2 separate regions of the Mus musculus genome follow, and region 2 is linked to region 1. Evidence: chromatin contacts called from public Micro-C data. All regions are on one chromosome and are shown on one strand. The core of a region is the stretch at or near the end of the contact, and the rest is flanking DNA. Distances in the headings are between cores, read along the strand shown. Region 1 overlaps Gli2 (GLI-Kruppel family member GLI2). Region 2 has its middle 30 kb from the start of Gli2.

What was found. Hi-C and Micro-C count contacts between places; a contact is called where the count stands out from the background.
Region 2: a Micro-C map of embryonic stem cells shows a contact between it and region 1, with 3 times the contacts expected there. The contact joins two enhancer-like sites. A contact is called at or near these places in 10 of 484 Hi-C or Micro-C datasets (the HPC-7 cell line, cerebral cortex, embryonic stem cells and 3 more) and 6 of 115 datasets of contacts at active chromatin or transcription factors (all in embryonic stem cells).

Annotation. Positions count from the first base shown.
Region 1 is chr1:118,907,591-118,913,667 of GRCm38.p6, reverse strand. The region is part of intron 2 of Gli2 (GLI-Kruppel family member GLI2); the gene reads left to right. Among named protein-coding and RNA genes, the nearest start is that of Mir6346, 44 kb to the left of the region's middle. Within about 2 kb of position 2,342, at least 42 of the 459 cell types and tissues checked have an H3K27ac peak or open chromatin away from gene starts, as enhancers often do. A contact at or near this core is called in embryonic stem cells, where this site is marked.
Region 2 is chr1:119,080,984-119,087,060 of GRCm38.p6, reverse strand. No RefSeq gene overlaps it. Among named protein-coding and RNA genes, the nearest start is that of Gli2, 30 kb to the right of the region's middle. Within about 2 kb of position 3,215, at least 18 of the 459 cell types and tissues checked have an H3K27ac peak or open chromatin away from gene starts, as enhancers often do. A contact at or near this core is called in embryonic stem cells, where this site is marked.

The DNA.
Region 1 (6,077 bases), core at 1,093-3,592:
TCATAGGGAAGGGCGGCTTGCTCCTAATAAACATTTTCTGCTGCCAAAGTGCCCTGCAGCTTGGCCTCGTGGCTGTCTGTTTTGGCAGGATGGGAGATGTTTTTGGTTTTATTGGGGGTGTTTTTCTGGGACATTTGCGACACCTGTTGATTCCGTTTGTTCATTCCTTTTGATGACTGAGCCTGAAGATCCAAGCTCAGTAGTTCTGAGTCCTCTCCCGTTTTGAATGGCATCCCCAGTGCGTTTACACATTTACCTTCTTAACTAAAGGGCTTGTTTTCTTCGGCACACACAAAAGACCCTATGCATGTGGCTCAGGGAAGGGGTAGACAACAGCTATAGGCATGCAGACTGGAAGTGGTGTGTTTCCCATGAAGCCTGGTGTTGGGGGATGGGGGGTGGGGTTAGGAGCACAGCTCTGCCAGTTTGTGTTTGGGATGGTGAGGCATGGTGAGTGCTCGCGCTCTCCCCCCCACCGCCCATCCCCGAGACATCTGTGCTTACTCTATTGTGACAGGTTACAGGGTCTTAGAAATGAGAGTGTGTGCACATGCGCACACACACCAAGAATCAGCTTCAGGGAGCTGGAGCCAGGTGGTGGGGAGGAGCCAGGACAAGCATCTTCTGCCTGTCTTAGCCACGTCCACTCACTTCTTGGAGATTTTTTTTTTTCTGAACAGTTCCCAGTATTGTGTCTGATTTCTCATTCTCTGTCCAGTCCACTTATCAGCAAAATTTCTTGGGCACCCACTGGGCACAAGGCAAATGAAAAAGTAGGTTTTGGGCACCTGCCAGTGGGGATAGAGCAGATGAGATGAACATAAGTGATGCCCAGTCAGGAGCTGTGACAAGTCACAGGTGAATTTCACCCAACAGTGAGTGCTGAGGTGAGGCCAAGGTGGGGGGAAGAGAAAGCCAGGGAGCCTTCCTGGAGGAAGGGCCGCTTGGCTTGCCTGTGGAATAGCACACTGGTATAGAGCAGAGAAGGTGTTCCTGGGGAGGTGTATCAACCAGAGTTGTTCGGGATGGTCTGAGCTTGAACTCCATCTCCGCTTAAAGAAGGGGAGGGCAGGGGAAGGGACGGGAGATTTGGTGTCTTTGTTCAAGTCCTCTAGTTGTGCCCCTCTTGGTTTATGATCTCATGAAGGTTCTCTGGTTCCACAGAGCGAGGTTTTTCTCAGGAAAGGGATTGGGGTCCCAGGTCTGGAGGGAGTGAGGAACCTTAAGGTCACACAGTTAGTGTCCCTGATGGACACACAAGTAGGAGGACAGTGTCCAGACCTCTGTTTGCCCTTGGGAACATGGGTGTATAATCCACACTCTGTCCGTCCTGCTACACAGTTGCTGTGGATCCTGCTGCTTGCCTGTCTGTCACCTGAGCTATCCCCCCCATTTCTGGCCTGCTGTCAGGGTGTCTGGTACACACAGTATGGCCCAACAGGCATGTTTCCCATAGATAACAGATGTCAGCTGATGCCCCCTTACCACCCCTGGCCACTTGTCCCCAATGTCCTGGAGGTGTCCCACTGTCTCCAAAGCAAGTCACTCTTACTAATGTCCCTATCTTGGGGTCATATTGGGGACATGATGAGGTAGGCTTCCTGCAGCTTTGAATCAGTGGATTGGAAATCTAGAGGGCCATAGAGTGCTCCTCTACAAAACGACTTCCCTGTGACATGGGGCCAGTGGTCTGCTTAGGAGTGTACACCATTATTCCATTATAGACTGAGGTGACTTTCTAAGATATTAAAGCATCTTAGCAAGTCCTCAAGTGGTTTGGGAGAGTGGCTAGGTTGCCGTGGGTTGTCAGTGCTTTTGTTTCTTCTAGTTTTTAAATTTTGTTTATTATTGTAATGTGTGCATCCGTGGTATGTGTGTGTCGGGGTTGGGGGGGGGGTTATGGATGTGCTTAAGTATATGTGTAGAGGTCAAAAGACAGCTCTGTGGAGTCAGTTCTCACCTTCTACCTTTACAGGGATTGGAGGGATTAAACTCTCCAGTCACTGGGTCATGAAGCTTGTGCAGAAAGCACCTTTATGGGCTGAGCCATCTTGCCAGCCCACTGTTTCTCATTTCTATTGGGGTGTGTGTGTGTGTGTGTGTGTGTGTGTGTGTGTACACGTACGTGCTGGCTGACATCTATCTAAGCCTGGCGGGGGTTTTTTGCTCTTAGTATTGGATGGAGAAGGGAGGGAGGGCCCTAGGTAAGCATTCAAACCCAACCCCCAAAGAGGGTTCATTTTCAAAAGTAGGTGGCCCCAAGATCCCCCTCACCTCCTCCCCCTCCGGGCCTGTGTGTGGCTCCCTGACAATGGAGATTCCTGCTGGGCGCCTGCAGCCCAGCAGCTGAGCCTTCTTGAAGGATCTTCTGAGAACTGGTTCTATTCAGAGCATTGCAAAGCGGTTACTTCTGGCTCAGCTCCCCCATAGAAAACTGGGAATTGTAAGTCTTGCGTACCCTAAAAAAGAAAGTGACAGGAGTTGGTCTGAGCCCTACAAGAACAAGTGATTCCGTATTCAGGGCAGTGTCTTAGAAGGAATTACCAAAGGGAAAAAAGAAAGGAAGGATGAAGAAACTCTCAGAAGCAGGTCACTAAAAAGATGGACAGGCCTCTGAGCTCCATTCCTGCAGGGCAGCTGAGTGGTGATCTCCCTCGGATTGCGCCTCCTTAGGCCTTTGCGGAGCTGGCTCTGGGGAATACTGGGCAAAGCTGTTTCTTCTGCATAAGCCCCGGTACTGACCAAGCCTGCACGGAGCAAGATTGTATATGGCAGACAGTCTCCTGATTCTGGGAAGAGCCACCTGACCTCCTCCTCCTTCCCACTGGCAGAAGGAAGGCTTTCCTCTCAGTCGACTGCATATTAATCACTGCCTAGGAGAGGCCCGTTGCGGTGACTGTCTGGGAATTGCCAGGGTTTTGTGGTGGCTCCAGCTGAGTTTAGGGGCATTTGCAATTCATGTTGCTTGCTGCCTGACAATCCCACTTATTGCTTATTGTGAACACTTTATTTTTTTAGTGCTTTATTTTCAGGTGTGTGTGTGTGTGTGTGTGTGTGTGTGTGTGTAGCATATGTGTGTCAGTGTCCCTAGAGATCAGAAGAGGACATTGGACCCCCTTAAAGCTAGAATTACAAGTGACTGGATGTGAGCTGCCTGATGTGGGTGCTGGAATTTGAACTCTGGTCCTCTAGAAGAGCAGCAAGTGCCCTTACCTGTTGAGCTGTCTCTCCAGCTCCACTGCCAAGTTTTAATGTGGGATGTAATCGGTTTCTCCAGATGTTTACCCAGTCTCTGAGATCTCAACAAAACTTATTTACTTTTTACCTTGTTTTATTTTATTATTCATGTCTTTGTGTGTTCATGCAGGTGCGAGTTCGTGCGTGTGTGTGTGTGTGTGTGTGTGTGTGTGTATGTGTGTGTGTAGGCCAAAGGATACAATGGACATCATCCTCAGGAAAGCTGTCCACCTCTTTTGAGACAGGGTCTCTTATTGACCTCAAACCCACCAATCAGATGGCCAGCTTTTTGAGCCCCAGGTATCCTTCTGTCTCTGCCTCTCTAGAGTTGGAATTCTAAGCATGTGCCACCTTGCTCCACATTTAGACACTGGTTACAGGGGATCAGGCTCAGGTCTTCACGACTGCTTTCCCAACTGAGCCGTTTCCTCAGCTTGGCTTAGTTTTACCGTGTGCTTTTTGTAACAGATGCATATGTTGTCACAAAGAAGGGCTACTTGGAGCCCTCATGCCCCTGGTTTGACAGAATTGTGGTCTGTAGCTCTCAGCAGTCCTGGTCTTGTTCCTCCTGTGCATTCTCTTCCCCTCTTGTTCCTTCTAGACTGCTCCTGGTCAGTCCTTATGCTAAGGTCACACCTCATACCCGTTTGGTGGGTCTATATCTGTGTTCTGGAGGGGGCTCAAGGGGGGAGAAGTGTGGGATGCCACAAATGGGGTGGCATCTCTTGCTTCAAGCAGTTGTGGACAAAACCATGCTTCCCATCTTGACCCTTTACTCAGAAGTGGAGTACTTTCCCTGCCTGTACCTGTAGGAACCTCTGCTGGGTGTGGTGGATAGTCATTGACTTTCAACTTGACAGGATATAGAGTCACCTAGGAGACAAGCTGGAAGGCACCTGGGGGCTGGATTGGGCTGTAGAGAACCATGTGGGGTGTGTGACAGCTCTTGAGAAAGTCCCCACACACACCGTCCCAGAACTCCAGCATGGTGTTGTCTTCCTTCCTTGGGCCATTGAGAAGGACAGCTCCCATCTTGCTTCTCACTGAGGCTCCAGAGGGTCATGTCAGGTAACAGATGGAAAGCGCCTTGGAAATGAGGTCTGCCCAGTTAGAACAAATGCGGCTGTTTCCTCAAGCTGGCATCCAACCCAGGTGTGGGTCTGCAGGAGAATTTAAATGACTTTACCAGTGGACAAGGGTCCTTTGTAGGAGCCCCTCCCCCCAGAGTGAGGGCTCCCTTCCCAAGGACCTTGCTGCTGTGGGGCACGCCAACATTTCTCACTCTGAGGTTGTGAGGTGCTGGTCTCTTGTGTTTCTTGACTTGCCCACCCAACCCCAGGGAACTAGGAGGTTTCTGACTCAGGGACAATAGACAAAGTGTTGTGGGAAGTTTACTGGGATCCAGGTTCTGAGTCCATGCCTGTCTTCCACCTTGTTTGAGGCAAGGTCTTTTATTCACCATGAGGTTCTGGTAAGTCTCCCATCTCACTGCAGGAGCCCTGGGCTCGACCACGCTGAATTTCGATTTATTACTGCATCTCTGTTCGTATGGGTTCTGGGAGCCTGAAGCCAAATCCCTCAGGCTTCTGAAGCAAGTGCTTTACCCACTGAGCCATTTCCCCAACCGTGGCATCCGTCGTCATGGAAGTCTCTCCAACTGACTTGGCCACGCTAGGTAGGGGTCATTGCGGCCTCAGTTTCCTTGATACACCAAGATGACTGTGTAAACAAACTTAAATGATCCTTTTAGGATCCAGCTAAACACAATTCACTTTTCCCTGACTGTTATTTATGGCCCCTGCTCCTGCCCCTGCCCCTGGATAAAATAGTCAAGTGACTCATGTGGCCAGAGCTCTATTCAAGCTGCAGAAGTATGACTGTCGAATGTTTTGTTGAATGGAGAAGCTGGGGATGACTCCTTGGCCACCAAGTTCAAGGGCAGATATTAAGGCTGAGACTGAGGCGGGACATCCCCCAGAGAGTCTTCGTGGTGCCTCACTTCACGTTGAGTTTTCACAGATTGGAAATCATCTCTTTCAGGTTAGAGACATGGCTGTGGTTGTGACAGCAGCCACACAAGCATAAAGACCTAACTTTCGGTTCACAGCACCCACGTAAAAACTGGGCATAGTATACCCTGTCACACCAGTGCTCCGGGTGGGGGTTAGACATAATAGATCCCTCAAGCTCAGTCTAGCCGGCTTCCTGTGCTGCAGGGTTAGTGAGAATTCCTGTCTCAAAAGTAAAGTGGAGAGCAGTAGAGGAAAAAGCCTGAAGTTAACCATACATACCAGCACACATGTGAACACATAACACATGTGTACCTACACATGCACACATATGTATACACATGTACATATACACACATACATGCTCACACATGAACATACATCACACATGCATGCACGCACATATATGCATATGCATACACATATAAACAAATACCAAGCACTCACACATACATGCTCACATGTAAATACACGCACAGTTATCTCTCTGAGTAAAAAGAGGAAAACGGAGCCCTTTTCCTGATGAGTACAAATCTTAGCTTCGGGGTTTGTTTACACCCACATATGTTCTTTCTCACACACCCACAAGCTTATCCTCGTTCCGACTCGACTCTGTAAACATCTCTGAAATGTGTATTTTCTTTCAAACTAAAACCACTCAAGTTTTACCCAGACGGGCCGTTGACATGGAATTCACATTTGGCAAACCTCTATTCCGTGTGTTTTACTGAGTGTGGACTGTTATAAATGAAGCCAAGCCACTGTGGTGTGGTTCCCCCACACTCCAACTCTCTTTCTTCCAAATGGTTATGGAAGTAGAGCTGTTCCCAA
Region 2 (6,077 bases), core at 1,966-4,465, 170 kb before region 1:
TCTAAGGCTCAGACTGGAGAGATGACTCAGTAGGTAAAGACGCTTGTTTTGGAGACTGGAGAGATGCTCAGCAGTAATTCCCAGTGGCAGCTGTAACAGAGGACCCAGGTTCCATTTCCTGCACCCATATCGCAGCACACTACATCTGTGATTCCAGTGCCAGGGCATGCATATAAATACACATCAGCAAAACACTCACACAGGTGAAATTTAAAAAAGCAAAACAAAACTGAAGTCTGTCCCACAAGACTGATGAGCTGAGATCAGGGCCAAGAACCAACCACGAAAGAGAACTGGCTGCAGAAAGCTAGTCTCTGAGCTCCACAGGCAAGCCCAGCATGCACACACGCCCCTCCCCCAACAATAGATAGATAGATAGATAGATAGATAGATAGATAGATAGATAGATAGATGACAGACAGACAGACAGATTTAAAGGAACGTAGCAAAACTGCCAGGCATAGTAGTAAATGCTGAGACACAGGAGGATCAGAAGTTCATGAGACTAAAGCTGACTGTGGAAACAGGGCCCAGCCACTATGAAATTCCCAAAAGGCATTGTTGTGTGTACTTAAAGAGCAATTAAAGGCCTAGAGAGAGGGCTCCGTGGTTAAGAGCACTTGCTGCTCTTGCAGAGAGGACCAGGGTTCTGTTCCCAGCACCCATGTGATGACACACAACCATCTTTAACTCCAGTTCCAGGGGCTCTGATGCCCTCTTTCAGCCTCCAAGGCACCAGGCACATGCAGGGTGCCCATGCAGGCACACAGGTCCTCTACTCGGGGTCTTACAGGATGCAAACCACCGAGCCGGTCGCCTGTGCTCTCATCTGGAGCCTGGGTGAGTGTCCAGATTACTTACTTTTCTGTTACTGTGAGAAAACATCATGACCAAAGGCAACTTTAGGAAGAGACGGTTTATTTCAGCTCAGAGATTCAGAGTTCAACCGTTGCCCAGAGCGTGGCAACAAGAGGCAGACATGGCAGAAGGAGCAGCCGCTGAGTGGTCATAGCCTGAACTGAAAGCAAGAAGCAGAAAGAGTGAAATGCAAATGGTAGAAGGGTGAGCTTGTGTCGTGGGCGTGGCTGGGCGTGGCTAGGGCGTGGCGAGTATGTGGTAAGAGCGGCTAGTGCTGCTCTGGCAGGCCTTGCCAGCCTCTCTTGTCCCCCTTGCCTTGCTAAAAACCCATTAGGTTGCATTCCTAAAGCTAGCCACCAAGGTCTATTCCCTCATTTGGCCACTTTCCCCTCCTGAGGCTGACTACCAAGGTCCAGCTATTAAAGTACTGAAGTCCAGCAATCAGAAGCCCCCTTTGGCTCACCTAATTAACATGCCCAATTAAATTAAACACCTCATCCTAACTTGGGGTTTCCCACCCTTTACCTTTATAAACTGCTATTTGCCTATAGGCCACCCCTGCCTCCTCTTTTTCCAAAGGCAGTCTTTTGTCCTCTGGGGCTTTTTAAATTGCAGGCAGAGACATGCTCGTTGTATCAAACCTTTCCTGATATGCAGGTGTCAGTTTCTGATTCCATCTTGCCAAGAGGCATTTTTTAAATTGTCTATTGATCAGACGCAGCTCACCCATTTTTAAAGTCTCTGTTGATCAGACATACCTTCCTCGGAACAGTTAAGCAAGCAGTTATGTAGTTCCCCACAAGTACTACAAGCAGGCTTACTCTGTGACTGTAGCTGTTTCTCTAGGGACGTGTCCCAAACTACCCAAGATTGGTGGTCACATCTGGAGGATCAATAGAGGTAGAGAGAGGAGAGGGGAGGGGAGGGGAGGGGAGGGGAGGGGAGGGGAGGGGAGGGGAGGGGAGGGGAGGAGAGGAGAGGAGAGGAAGGTTTTATCCCTCAAAAGAGTATTGCAACAGACACAGAATCATCCCCAGGGCTTTCAGCCTGTGAGGTCCCAGCCTTGCCCATGATCAGCAAAGTGGAACTAAGTATCACTGAGTGTAGACAGCATAGGGCGAGCAAGGAGAGCTCGAAACACACGCAATCTAGGTACTAAGCATAGAGGCCTCCAAATTCACCACAGGTCCTTGCCACATGGGAGGGGTCCCCATGGGCCTTGCCACAACAGAGTCCCATCAGTGAGACACCTACACGCTGTTCCCTACGGATGCTGCATGCCCACCGCCACTGGTGGGCCTTAATAGGGACCTTAATCTGTCAAACTTCTTCGCCTGTATCATATGCGAGCAATTCATTCCCAAGTGTGAACTCACTGTACTCCTTCCTGCAGCATCTCAGAACTGGAGACTCTGCCTCCCTTTCCTAACTCGGGTTGGCCTAAGGTATTCCCGTACTGTAATCCCAACATTCGGGGCGCAGAGGCAAGAGGACCACAAATCCAAAGGTTACCCATGGCTACCCTGGAGACTCTGTTTCAGGAAGTGGAGGTGGGGGATACTTGCTAAGTAACCTGAAAATCTGAACACGGTTGGAATGGTAAATATTCTCGAGCATGAGGGGGGTTATGTATTAATAAAGCTTGCTCGCTTCCTTAGTTCTGGCTGTCACACTGGGATTGCATAGTTCTTATTCTTAGTGGAATGAGAGCTACTGACCACTTACAGAGTGCAATGACACTCTTTCTACACCTCGCCAACAGCTCCACACTCAATACGCGTGTGCAAGATTGCCCGCAAGCAGTGTCTATGTGTAGCTATATCATATTCATTGAAGGACCTAGAAAACAATACAGCAGTACACTGAGAATCACACACACACACATATGCACACACGCTCACTCACACACACACACACACACACACACACTCATGCACTCATATACACTCATACGTGAAAGCACACACATATGCACACACACATAAATGCAACAAAGTGTACAGGAAGCAGACACCCCCCAAGGGAGGCTCCTCATTGCTTTCTTGCCCACCTGTCTTTCCTCTGCTGAGGTCCTCCTGGGCTCTGACCACACAAGACGCACTGGGAAAGGACAGGCCCAAAGCTTCCTGTGCCCACAGCCCCTGGCTGGTCTGTTCCTCTGGAAGAGTTGTAGAAGACCTGAAAAACAAAAGGTCCTGCTGAGAGCTCCGGAAATAGCTAAGAGGCTGGTGAAGGGTGGGACCATAGAGAGGCTTCTGATACCTGTGGACCCTGGAAATCCTGCCCCAGCCCTTTGAGGACACCCACTTCAGTCGGCCTTCACTAGTGTCTTTTCAAATTACACCACCAGAGGGCAGAAGAAAACCAAGAATAGCGTCTTCCACAGTGGTCCTCGGGCGCCATCCCTCCAAGTGAGTCTGGACCCTAAACACAGAGAGAACAAAGCAATTGCATGGGGTGAGTTCCATGAAGCATTCTGACTCCTTTCTGTAGAAGCAACTAGGAGGTATCCGTGCGGTATCCACAGTACTCCAAGCAGCGCATTAGGTGGGCGGGGAAACAGTTCAGAGGGTAGAAAGCTTGCCTGGTATGCAGGAAGCCCTGGGTTCAGTCCCACCAGACACAGTAGCACACACCTGTTACACTAGCTCTGGGGAGGTAGAGGCAGGATGGGCGGTTCACGGTCATCCTCTGCTACACAGTGATTTCTAGGCCAGCCTGGGCCACAGGAAACCCTGATGGAAGCTTCTGAGGTGGGTGGCCCCGCAAGGGTGGAGACAAGATTTCCAGGTCTAGCAGGCTATAGAAGCCACTCTATGTCCTCATTCATGAAAGGGGGGTGGGGGGAGGAGGGAAGACAAGGTGGAAAGAAGGTGGCTCAGCAAGCAAAAGAGCTTTCAGGACCTGAAATCCTTCCCCAGAGCTAAAGGTAAGAGAAGAAAACCAACTCCATAAAGCTGTCCTCTGACCTCCACATATGCACCATGGTACGCTCTGTCTCAGTCTCTGTCTCTGTCTGTCTGTCTCTGTCTATCTGTCTCTCTCACACACACAATTAATAATAATAATAATAATAATAATAATAATAATAATAATAATATGTTTTAAAAGCAGACACTATGTTTATTCCATTTGTAGCATCCAGAATATCTAGTTCCAGTCCAATTGTTACTTATTTTGAGATAGGATCTCACAATGTAGCCCAGGCTGGGCTGGAATTCACAGAGATCTGCCTGCTTCTGCATCCAGAGTTCCGAGATCAACGGCAAGCATCACCACAAAGCCGGTTTGTTGTTGTTGTTGTTGTTGTTGTTGTTGTTGTTGTTGTTGTATTGTGATGATGGAGAAAGCCCAGGTTCCACAGAGGCTAAGTGCTGCCCTCCACTGGGCCACTGGGTGGCAGCACTGAGTCAGAATACCAGCTTTTCCTGACCGTGTGTGGGACTTCTTTAGTGGTAGCATAAGGAAAAGAGCAAGAGACCACAGGTGGCAGACAGACAGGAGAGATGAAGGCCAGCTGGAGATATCACTGGTACTGCGTAACCAGAATTTGCGATATAAGGAAAGGCTTTCCTTCCGTCTACCAGACCCTTCTTCTTCCCATCCTCTCACTGCCTCCTGCTTCTGGGAAGTGCAATGTGAGCTCCACTGTGCGTGCTCTTTCTTGTACAACAGCCAACGCCTCAGCCAGTAGCTGCCAGGAGGAGTCCCCAGCACCACCTGCCCTCTTCACAGAGTTTGTAATTGGCAGGCCTCACCTTGAAACTTGGTTTCTTTGACCCTTGTTCTTTTGTTTACTACTGGGATGCTGGGTGGTGACAGTAGGAATCTTTCTCGTGGACACTGGGATGATTACTTTTAAAATAAGAATAAAACCAGAAAGGGCTGGCCCAATCCGCCACTGAGAAAGCGCTCAGCTTAAGTTGGCTTCTATCTGTGGCCCTGGCATTCTGGAGGCAGAGGTGGGAGAAGGAACCAACAGTTACCCTTGGTTACATGTGAGTTTGAGGCCAGCCTGAGCCCTCTGATACTTTGTCTAGGAAAGAAAAGGAGGGGGGCAGGGAAGAGAGAGGAAGGAAAGGGAAGGGAGGGGCAGAACCAGAGATGGGCAGAGGTCTAGAGACCTGAGGTGGATTCCAGTAGCCCACGTTAAGGTGGAAGCGGAGAACCAACACCACTAGGTTGTCCTCTGACCTCCACACGAATATTGTACCCTGCAGTCCCCGTGCCACAATAGTAATTAATTTAATTTACAATTTAAGGACTGGAGAGATGGCTCAGTGGGTAAGAACACTTGTTCTTGCTGTAAACCTGGGTTCAGTTCCCAGGCCCCACGTGGTGGCTCACAATTGTCTGTAACTCCAGTCCCAGGGGATCTAAAGACCTCTTCCGACCTCTGTGACACAGGAACATACATCTAGAAGATACATAAAACAAAAGAAAAGGGGCTGGTGAGATGGCTCAACAGCTATAAGCACTGACTGTTCTACCAGAGGTCCTGAGTTCAAATCCCAGGACCCACATGGTGGCTCACAGACATCTATAAAAGGGATCTGATGCCCTCTTTTCCTGCATGTGGTTCTGGCATGTGGGGGTACATGCATCAGAGCACTCATACGTTGAATGAATAAGTTAAATTTAAAAATAATAAATTAAAAAAACAAAAACAAAAGGAAAATGAAAAGAAGCCAGGCATAGCCGTGTGGAAGCTGGGAGCAGAGGGGAGTTCAAAGCCAGCCTGGATAACAAAGCCAGATCACATATGGAAGTTAGAAGACAACTTCCAAGAAATAGAGTCACTGCTCTCTTTGTAGCATGTTCATCCTAAGGCTAGAACTCAGGCTGTCAGGTTTAGCAGTCGCTGTCTTCCCAGGTGAACCCTCTCGTCAGTTCTGCCAACGGACAGGAGCCAATACAGTCTCACTTTGATGTGATGACGATTTCATGGGTGGATGGAGACTCTAGTTTTTAACCACATGGCTGTGTCACCATAGAATGACACACTTACGAGGGAGTAAGACAGGACAACAGGGAGGGGGCTCAGTGGGTAACATGTTTGAGAACCCGACTTTAAATTCCGGGACTCGTGTGTAAAAAGTTTTGTAATTTTAGCCCTGGTGAGGCCGAAGCAGACAGATCCTGAGGACTTCTGGAACAAGTGGCCTCGTCAGTCAGAGAGTTTCAGACTAAAATGCGAGAGCCTGTCTCAAAAAACAGGA